Linked DNA regions of Mus musculus: region 2 is linked to region 1. Evidence: chromatin contacts called from public HiChIP or PLAC-seq data. All regions are on one chromosome and are shown on one strand. The core of a region is the stretch at or near the end of the contact, and the rest is flanking DNA. Distances in the headings are between cores, read along the strand shown.

Region 1 (4,668 bases), core at 488-2,987:
GCCTAGCCATCTTCTCCGCTCCCAATTTTCATTTTAGCTTTGGTGGGAAAGCAAGTTCAAAAGGCGAGGGCTCCCGGGAATCCCTGGCTTGCATCCTTCAGGCCCAGAACCCCGCTCCTTCGCATCGCAGCACACCTGATCTTTCCCAGGGTGTTCTCAGAGTTCCTACTCTTCTTTCGCATCATCCTCTCCCCTCCCCTCTTCCATTTCCCCTCTTTGTTTGCTCACACCTCCAACCACAATTCCTCTTCCATCGCCAGCTTTCACCTTCTACAAAGAATCTCTTCTAATTCCTAAGGGGAAGGAACAACTTGGAGGCTATGTTCCTCGTTTAGCCTTGGCACTCCCCCCTCCCCCATCCTTTTCCGGTGTTTCCTGGAGGCCACCTGTCCTAAAGGTTGTAAGCCACGTCTCCAGCCAGCCCTCAAGCTTAGCACCCCTCTCTCCACCTCACCAAAGTCTCTGTCTTCCTGAGGTCTGGAAGAGTCCCAGTCGCATCAGGCGCGCATACCCTCCTGCCACGGGGGACAGGGGACCTGATAAATGCTTGCTGCTTTGGGCAGGGGACCTTCCAAATAGTGGCAGACACTTTGAAACAAGTGGCCCTGCTCAAAAGCGCGTCTGGGGGTCAGAAGGGCAAGACCTAGCAGTCCCTGGCAGGAAAACAGGACCTGGATCTACTACTGTCCTCCCACATCTAGTGTAGGGTCCCCAGAATATCAGCCTTTGCTTTGCCCGGCGGCTTTCAGGCTCGCTTTCCAGACCTCCAGGCGGCTTAATCTGATGACGCCCACAGGTGCTGGAGGACCGTGCCTCATGAAGAGGGGTGCTACCCTTGTTCTCCACATTGCCTCTGACCACTCACAGGCTTCTGGATGTGCAAACAGCCTATGCGTGATTCTCGAGCACCCACGGCCGGAGCGCACCTCGCACTCCGCCCCGCCCCGCCCCGCCGCTCTCACTCACACAAGCCAGTGTAAACGCGCACGCAGGGAGCCGCGCGCCCCCGCACACCCAGCAACACCCCCCCCCCCCAGCTCAACCAGGTACCGACCCCCCAGGCGCCCTCCCTCCAGCCCTGGAACACCCTGGTCTCCCTCTCTCCCTCTCTCGCCTGCGCGCACGCACGCGCACGCACGCACTCCCCGCGCCCCCGCACCGGGAGGGGGCGCAGGCCTCCGGGGGCGGGGAGCCCAGAGCAGAGTCGTGGGTCCATCCCGCGCTTGGCTTCAGAGCGGTAGCTCCCGCCTGGCCCTGGTCTCCAGATCGAGAACAGTTGGCAGTGGAGATAATTTACTCCTCCTTCTCCTCCCGGAGACCCTATACTTCCCGCACGCCGTCTCCCGCTCCCAAGAACAGACCGAAGAGTGAATCCCCAAACGCAGCCAGGAGCGGCTTCCCAACTCCGCGCCCGAAGCTGGCTGGCTGGTGGTTGGATTTCCGAAAGACTCCGGATAAGGGTCTGCTGTGAGCCCCCCCCCCCCCTCCTCCAAGATCCAGCTAGCGTTGCCCATTTTAAGAGGATTTCCCTATTCCCTCTGAACACTCCTTTTCACAAATTTTTTAAAAGAGGTCGGTGGAAAAGATTGGGAGGGGGGGCATTTTAACAACAGCATCAAACCGGCCAGAGCATCGAGAGAGCATTTAATAAACTGCCTTTGGGTTTTGGAATCACCCTCTGGACCTGGGAGCAAGCGATCCAGAGGGGAAGAGTGTAAGGGACAGGCGAACCACCTCCTTCCCGGCCGCCCCCTCCTCATTCCCCTGACACACTCGCTAGCTTGCTTGCCGGCGCGCGCATCCCTCCAGCACCCCCCACCCCCCCTCCATCGGACCCGCACCTCGGCGGGCGCCACACACTCGGCAGCCCGAGCCGTGGTAGCCGCAGCGGGATGGAGGCGGCAGGCACTGAGCGCCCCGCAGGCTGGCCCGGGGCACCCCTCGCCCGGACTGGGCTGCTGCTCTTGTCAACATGGGTCCTGGCCGGCGCCGAGATCACTTGGGGCGCGACAGGAGGTCCGGGGCGCCTGGTGTCCCCGGCTTCACGACCACCAGTGTTGCCTCCTCTCTTGCCACGGGCAGCGGAGAACCGGTGGCCTGAGGAGCTGGCATCTGCACGGAGAGCCGCTGCACCGAGACGCCGGTCCAGGCTAGAGCCACTATCCCAGGCGAGCCGCGGGGAGATACGGACTGAAGCTGCGGGAATGTCGCCTGAAGGCGCTAGGTGGGTCCCGGGCATTCCATCTCCTAGCCAGGCGGGCAGTGCGAGGAGGACTCGCCGGGCGCAGCCCCCAAGCCCCCTGGAGCGCGGGGACTCTTGGGCTACTGCTCTCGCAGATGGTGCCAAAGGAAGCCGTCCTCACACCAAGGGTTCGCGAGAGGAGGTGAGGGCGACGCGGACTGGAGGAGCGTCCACTGAGGAGCTCCGGCTGCCCAGCACGTCTTTTGCACTGACCGGGGACTCGGCTCATAACCAAGCCATGGTGCACTGGTCGGGACACAACAGCAGTGTGAGTACCCATCTGGCACAGATCGCTAGTCTCCTGACAGCCGAGGGTAACGGTAATGGGAGGCGGGGGGTGGTGGGGGGGGGGGTGAGGAGAGGGGCGAGGGACAGATAGTTTCTCAGGGTCCAGAAGGAGAATCAGAATCCCCGGACTTTTAGAGAGGGGTTTGTCCTGCCCACTTCACGCCCCCAACAGGTTAGCCGAGTTTTGTTATAAGATGGCGTGTGCATCTGTTTACTGAAGACCCCAGTACTGAGGCTGTCTGGAGGGCTAAGAGGAAAGTGTGTCTTAAAAGCTGTCTGGGTGAGGAATCTGGTCACTCTCTCCCGCATCCAGGTCGGAGAGTGACTTTTTCTTTTCTGGGGAAAGGATGGATGCTTGAATTCGTGAGTGTAAACATGGGCTGATGTGGAGAAATCTCTAGACAAATTCCCGAGACTGGAGGAGCTCCCTTTTAGCCCTGGGGTCATGTGAAGGGAACCAGGGAGCTAGGGAGACTGAGGCCACAGGGACAGCAGAACACTTGTTCATTTTGGGGTCGCTGCTCAGCACATGACGTTCTAGCCAGGCTGGGAGCCGGGCTGCATCATCCAAGCTGGAAGGCTTTCCTAGTGGGGGCAGGCAGGGAAAAAAGTTTAAGGCGTGAAGCGAATTTCCACACCCTTTTCCTACTGCTTATCCTCGTGCTCCTGCTCGCTCTGCACGCACGAGTAGGGGAGCAGAAAACTCACTTTTGCCTCTGTGTCCTGCTTCACAAATGGCTCAGGGACTCTGGGATCAAAGTTGAGACCCTGCCCTTTCTGAGCACATCTCTTCCCCCTTTTCCCTTGCCATCTGGGCCCACAAGATTTTGTTGCATCAAGAGGTGGCACCTTCCTTACGCCAGCTCCAGAGCTTCAGGGCTCAGGAACGGGGTGCCCAGATGAATAGGGTCTAATTTGGGCAGCCGCGGGCAGAGCCTGGTTAACCGGCTCATTTCTCCTCAATACTCCCAGCAAGAACTGGCTCCTCCAAACCCCTTTCCTCCGATGATCGCTGTGCTATTTCACCTGGCCTTGCCAATCGTCCTTTTTTTTTTTCTTTTTCTTTCTGGTGTGACTTTCCAGTTCAGTTGAGAACCAGACTTAGGGCTGAGCAGGGGTTCCATTAAGAGGACTAGGGATTCACAAGCAGCGTTGAGAGCTCATTTATTGGAAAGTGCTGCCTCTTTTGTATCTCCCCTCATGACAGGCCTTTGAAAAAGACTTCCTGGGGAAATGTTTGCCTTATTTTGCCAGAGCGTGGGGGTCACAGGGCTGAGCACTGAATAACAGGGAAGCCAGGGGGCCGCAGAGCTCATCACACAAGCAGTAACCAAGTACAGATTTACTGGTTGTCAGTGATACACAGTGGGGGTGGGGCTGAGTACCAGATGCTGGGTTCTAAGGAGAAGAGTGGAAACACACAGGGCAGCTTGGTGACTAATGGCTTCATCTGCCTATCTCCATCAAGATAGCTCCACCACCCCCAAGGCTTGGATTGGATAACTTTGAGTAAAGATGCACTTTTGCAGGGCTGGGCGACTGAAGACTTACTTTCAAGTCCACAGGAGATGTTTGTGTGTGGACAGAGCAGGGGAGGAATGGGAGGGAAGAAGATATAGAGACAGAGGGGGAGGGACAAGGAGAGGGAGAAGCAGAGCTTGTGAGTTCCGACTTCATTTAAGTTTGATAATTAGGAGTAGTGAGGAAATGTTCTTGGTTTTCTCGTCCTTGAGGAGGGGATAGCTGTACATGTGCGAGGCTTTATTACCAAATTCACTCAGCCGGAAGTGTTCCATCCCTGCTTTAATTTTAAGAGTCACTTAAAAAATCTTGACAAAGACCCCTGGAGATGGGACTTTAGAGAGAAAGCACTTCTCACAAACAGGTAACTGCATGGCCTTCTCTGTCCAGCTTTAGGGTGGTTGATTGGCAAAGGATGCGAGGGATGGTCTGGCTTGTGCCCACTGGAAAATGCCCCTTCAATCAATACAGGGACAAATGTCCTGGGTAGCAGACCAGTTGAGCATGGAGATTTGAGCCATCTATGAACCAGCTAGTTCATAGCCTGGGATGCTCTATAAAGAGGAAGAGCTCTTTGGGAGAGTTGCTGCGAGCAGCTTCAGCAGTGTTTTTCCCTC
Region 2 (5,040 bases), core at 921-3,420, 220 kb after region 1:
CTGTAGGAATGTAGCATCTGAGAGAGAATTCTGCTCCTTTAGACATTGTGAATCCCTGGTTCTCAGCTCCATTGTGTGTATCAGCTCTGGGCCTTTGGCAATCCAGGTGGACCCTCAAATGCAAATTGCCAGCAAGATAAATGAGAATTGGCAGGTGTATTTAATTATGTAGCCTTCTGCAGTTCGTCTACGCCAGACATGTTTCTTATGGAGAGTAATTATTCTTAGCATGGCCATCTGAGTGAGATTATGCTTTGGTAATTGGTTCTGAATCCTTGATCCGTTTTTGTTTGAGGGGCCTTGCTGGAATTCCTTTTCAAATTTGTGAACTGAGACTGAAGAATACGAGAGAGAGAGAGAGAGAGAGAGAGAGAGAGAGAGAGAGAGAGAGAGAGAGAGAGAGAGAGAGAGAGAGAGAGAGTTTTTAGAAAGATATCAATTCTGCCCATTCTGGATACCTGCTGAGGTGAAAGAAGGGAGATCCCAAAATGATACACAGGCTTGGAATGGGGGCTGTACTTGTTTAGGCCTCTTAAACCCCACTGAGAGGGCATGAGTTTTTACCCCCTTGCAACTTTTTAGAGTCCTGAGTGGGACATAGTTAACACTTTAGGTGAGGTGGCAGTCCTCTATTTCCTTTTCTTACAATGTCCATGGATGCTAAATATAACTCAGCGCCCATCAGCTTGGCTGGATGAAGCACACAGACTTTACAGCCTGTCAACCAAATCCTAGCCCAAAACTCTGTGCCCAAGACAATAATATTAGTGTAGTTGTAACTGTCTCATGAAGCTTTTAATGGCTGTCCCTTGGTATCTATAAGGGATTAGACCAAGAACCTTCTAAAGATCTCTAAAGTCATCAACAAAGCCACCATTACCATCTCTCTAGTGACCCTTGACTGTTGGCTGTTGTTCTTCTGTCTCTAGGGTTTTGGCTCATTGTCAGTAACTGGAGGGGTTCTCGCAGTGAGGTGCCCCTGAGAGTCTGTCTGCTAGGATCTTTGTGGAAGGGAAGGAAATAAGAGGGTTTGGTGTTAGATTGAATGTGCATCAGGATAACCTGACTTCAGTGGATGATAATCCTCAAACTCCATTCTGGGTTCCATCCTTCAGATTCGTAGGACTCTGGTTCTGGAAGTTGAGAACATGCTGTCATATCCTCTGCCCCTCTCCTCTTCTTTCTCCTCTAAGATAGAGGATGGAAATAAAGAAGGAAGGAAGGAAGGAAGGAAGGAAGGAAGGAAGGAAGGAAGGAAGGAAGGAGCTACTTTCCCTGGTGCCCTCTTTCAGGCTATGATGGTTCATATCAACTGTCAGAAGAATCTAGAATCAATCACCCAGGAGATAAGCCTTTGGGCATGCCTGTGGGGGTTTCCTTCATTCCATTACTATGGGTGAACAGACCTGCCTACTGTTTACAGCATCATTATCTGGCTGGAGAGTCCTGAACTACAAGGGAATCTGGGACTACAAGGATGGAGAGAGGGAGCTGAGAGCAGAGTGTATGCATAGCTCTCTGCTTCTTGATAGGGCCAGCTGCTTCAAAGTCCTTGCATATTACCTACTCTCCCAAGATGGGCTGAACCCTTGAGCTGTGAGCCCGAATAGACCCCTTTGCCTTGAAGTTGCTTTTATTAGACAGTATTCTCATAGCAAGAGGAAGAGAAAGGACGGCAGAAGGTATCTGGGCTCTGATGAGCTTCTCTTCTCTGGCTTCATTTCCTCATGTATGAGTGCTTGCCCAAATGTGCATGCACATGCCCACTCCTACGCACTGCTATGAACAATATGGGTTGAAAAGTTTGTTTTCTGAAAAGTACAATATGCTGAAGATTTGGCAGAAGGGAAATTGTCTTATGTGCTGAAAGCATCATCATTTGCTATGCGTGAAAGCTTATGGCTGGAAAGACTGATATTCCATTTGCAGAACATGATTTATAATCATGTGCATATGTGTGGGCACATCTCCCCCCCCCCCCCATCAAGACAGAGACAGAGAGAGACAGCAAGAGAGACACTTGTTTATAACAAATGTGTTAAGAAAGGACAAGGAAAGATATAAAGAAGGTCTGCCCCGTTCTGTAGCAGAGAGCAGGGCATGCCCAAGTGTCAGCCATGTTCACACAAAGGAACTTTTGTTTCTTGTCTGCAAAAGCTATCAGAAAACCACAGCAAAGGCTCCCAGTGCAGAAGGCTGGAGGAGGGGCAGACTGCCGATTTCCTCATTGAGGATTTCCTTTCCTTTGCATCAGTGGGTGGGATAAAACCCTTGGTTTGCTGCAGATGAGATTCCTCCTGGTTGGAACCCTGTCATTCCTGAATGGGCTTGGCAGCCTCTATGCTCTGAAGCACCCCCTTAGGGATGTGGAGCAGCTCTTGAGCTCTGGAGTCCATTCTGAGCACAGCACAGGCAGTCAAGAGCTCAATTTAGCTTTCAGACAACTGTCTTCACAAGCGCCGGTCTACCTACTGAAGGAATGTGTGTATGGCAGGTAATTTCCTCCCTCTTTTTTTATGGGGGAAACAATTGCCTTTGCTAGGTAGAGCATCGGCGCCTTCAAATGCGATAGCCACACAATCACTGCTCGGAGATGTGCAGTCTCTCATTTTTATTATAATCGTGGCATATCTTTAATTCGCTTGGCATAATGCACTTAATCCATAATTATAAAATATGCAACTAGCCTTTGGCCTCATTCTGCTCTCTCACCACAGAGGCAGTTGGTGCTTTTTATTAATTTAACTTTATACAAGCTAACAGATTGCCATAAAGGAAAACAGGATTTCTCAACCAGTTCGGCTAATAGCTGTGCTTCAGCGAAGGGCCCCGTGGTATGTGTTGAGCAATAACCACCTCTTTCCACACTACTTGCAGGTTTTAATTGAATTTCTGTCCCCTGGATATCATACTGAAACTATTCATCTGTTCCAGTAAGTCTTCTGATATTAAACAAGTTTGTTGGGTTATTATGGTAATGTAAATACGGTTAGACAGTTGATTTCCATTAAAAAAGGGAGATGCACTGCCCAGGTGAAGTTCACAGAGTTAAGGGAGATGATTGTGAATATGGCCAAGCAAAGAAATCCGAGTAAAAAACCAGTGGGCTTGTCTTCCCTTCATCTGCAATCTCTCCTCTTTGCTTGACAGAGGGGATTTTTTTTTGACTGTCTGACAGATTTTGGTAAATGAAACAATAAGGCATACATCTAAATAGTCTTTTTTTTTTTTTAACATTCTAGCCATTTCGCCCTCCCAGTCCCTCCTCCCACAGTTCCTCATCCCATTCCTCCTCCTCCTTTTCTCCAAAAGAATGCCTCCCCAACCCCCCCAAACCTCCCCATTCCCAGGGGCCTCAAGTCTCTCCAGGATTAGGCACATCTCTCACGGAGACCAGACTGGGCAGTCCCATGCTATCTAAGTTCAGGGGCCTCAGCCATCCCGTGTATGTTGCTTGGTTGGTGGCTCAGTCTCTGAGAGCTCCTTAAGGTTAGTTGAGACTGCTGGTTCTAGACTTCCATTCTACCCCTCAAATACCCATTAATTTTATCTATTTCTCTCTGTATTCCCTCTCATCAGCTTCTCCTCTTCTCCACTTGATCCTCCCATTACAATCCACCTTCAATCCCCTCATAATTATTCTATTTCCCTTTCCTAATAAGATCTATTTGTATCTTTCCTAATAAGATCTATCCTTACTACCCTTTGTGTTTCTATGGAATGAAGTTTGATTATTGACTTAACAGCTAACAGCCACATAGAAGTGAATACATACCATATTTGTTTTTCTGGGTCTGGGATACCACACTCAGGATGATATATATGTATATATATATATATATATATATATATATATATATATATATATACATACACACACACACACATATATATATATACACATACATATATATATACATACATACATTCACACACACACACACACACACATATATATATAATAGAGCAGCAATGAAAATGGTTGATCAAGGTCTTAGTGGTAGGATTAAACATCTTTTGGGTATATACCCAAGTGTGCTATAGCCCAAGTGGATCTTGAGGTAGATCCATTCTCATCTTCCTGAAGAACTGCTACAGTGATTTCCATGGTAACTGTACATGTTTGCACTCCATCCACAATATTCCTCTCACTTGACATCTTCAACAGCATGAGATGCCACTAGGTTTCTGCTCCTTGCCATTCTGACAGATGTAGAATGGAATCTCAAAGCAGTTGCATTTATTTTGCTGATGGATAACGATGTTGAGTATTTCTTTAAGTGCATCTTGGCCTTTTGAGTTTTCTCTATTGAGAATTCTCTGTTTCAATCTGTAACCCGCTTTTGAATTGAGTTTTTTTCTTAATATCTAGTTTCTTGAGTTCTTTATATATTTTGAATAGTACCCCTTTATTGAATGTGTATATATAAAAAAATATATTTTCCCATTCTGTAGGCTGCTGCTCTGTCTGAATGACGCTGTCCTTTGCCATGCAGAAGTGTCTCAGCTTCATGAGATTTCATTTATTTTACATTTTATTCATAATTTGTTTATTCTTTCAATGTCCTGAAACTATCTATCTATCTATCTATCTATCTATCTATCTATCTATCTATCTATCTATGTATCTATCTATCTATGTATCTATCTATCTATGTATCTATCTATCTATGTATCTATCTATCTATCTATCTATCTATGTATGTATGTATGTATGTATGTATGTATGTATGTATGTATCTATCTATCTATCTATCTATCTATCTATCTATCTATCTATGTATCTATCTATCTATGTATGTATGCATCTATCTATCTATCTATCTATCTATCTATCTATCTATCTATCTATGTATCTATCTATCTATGTATCTATCTATGTATCTATCTATCTATGTATCTATCTATCTATTTATCTATCGATCATCTATCCATCTATTCCTTCACTTATTTATATTATAAGTAGCTCCTTGTCTCATACAAAACATTGTGACTACAGTTTTCAATTCACCCCCTCCACTCCTGATAGCTCACCCCAAC

The links. HiChIP or PLAC-seq counts read pairs in DNA pulled down with a chosen protein or histone mark.
Region 2: a contact with region 1 is called in an H3K27ac HiChIP or PLAC-seq map of oligodendrocyte precursor cells, with 5 times the contacts expected there. The contact joins the enhancer-like site here to the promoter of Sorcs3 in region 1. A contact is called at or near these places in 5 of 39 promoter capture datasets (embryonic stem cells, frontonasal cranial neural crest, hippocampal neurons and 2 more), 2 of 484 Hi-C or Micro-C datasets (3T3-L1-derived adipocytes and nephron progenitors), 7 of 115 datasets of contacts at active chromatin or transcription factors (embryonic basal ganglia, embryonic forebrain, embryonic midbrain and 4 more) and 2 of 9 other capture datasets (adipose tissue and embryonic stem cells).

The regions. Positions count from the first base shown.
Region 1 is chr19:48,204,288-48,208,955 of GRCm38.p6, forward strand. It overlaps Sorcs3 (sortilin-related VPS10 domain containing receptor 3), which reads left to right and starts at 1,738. Exons shown (of 27, transcript NM_025696.3): 1 at 1,738-2,510. The coding sequence starts at 1,893.
Region 2 is chr19:48,427,706-48,432,745 of GRCm38.p6, forward strand. The region is part of intron 2 of Sorcs3 (sortilin-related VPS10 domain containing receptor 3); the gene reads left to right. Among named protein-coding and RNA genes, the nearest start is that of Sorcs3, 220 kb to the left of the region's middle. Within about 2 kb of position 2,171, at least 36 of the 459 cell types and tissues checked have an H3K27ac peak or open chromatin away from gene starts, as enhancers often do. A contact at or near this core is called in forebrain, hippocampal neurons and oligodendrocyte precursor cells, where this site is marked.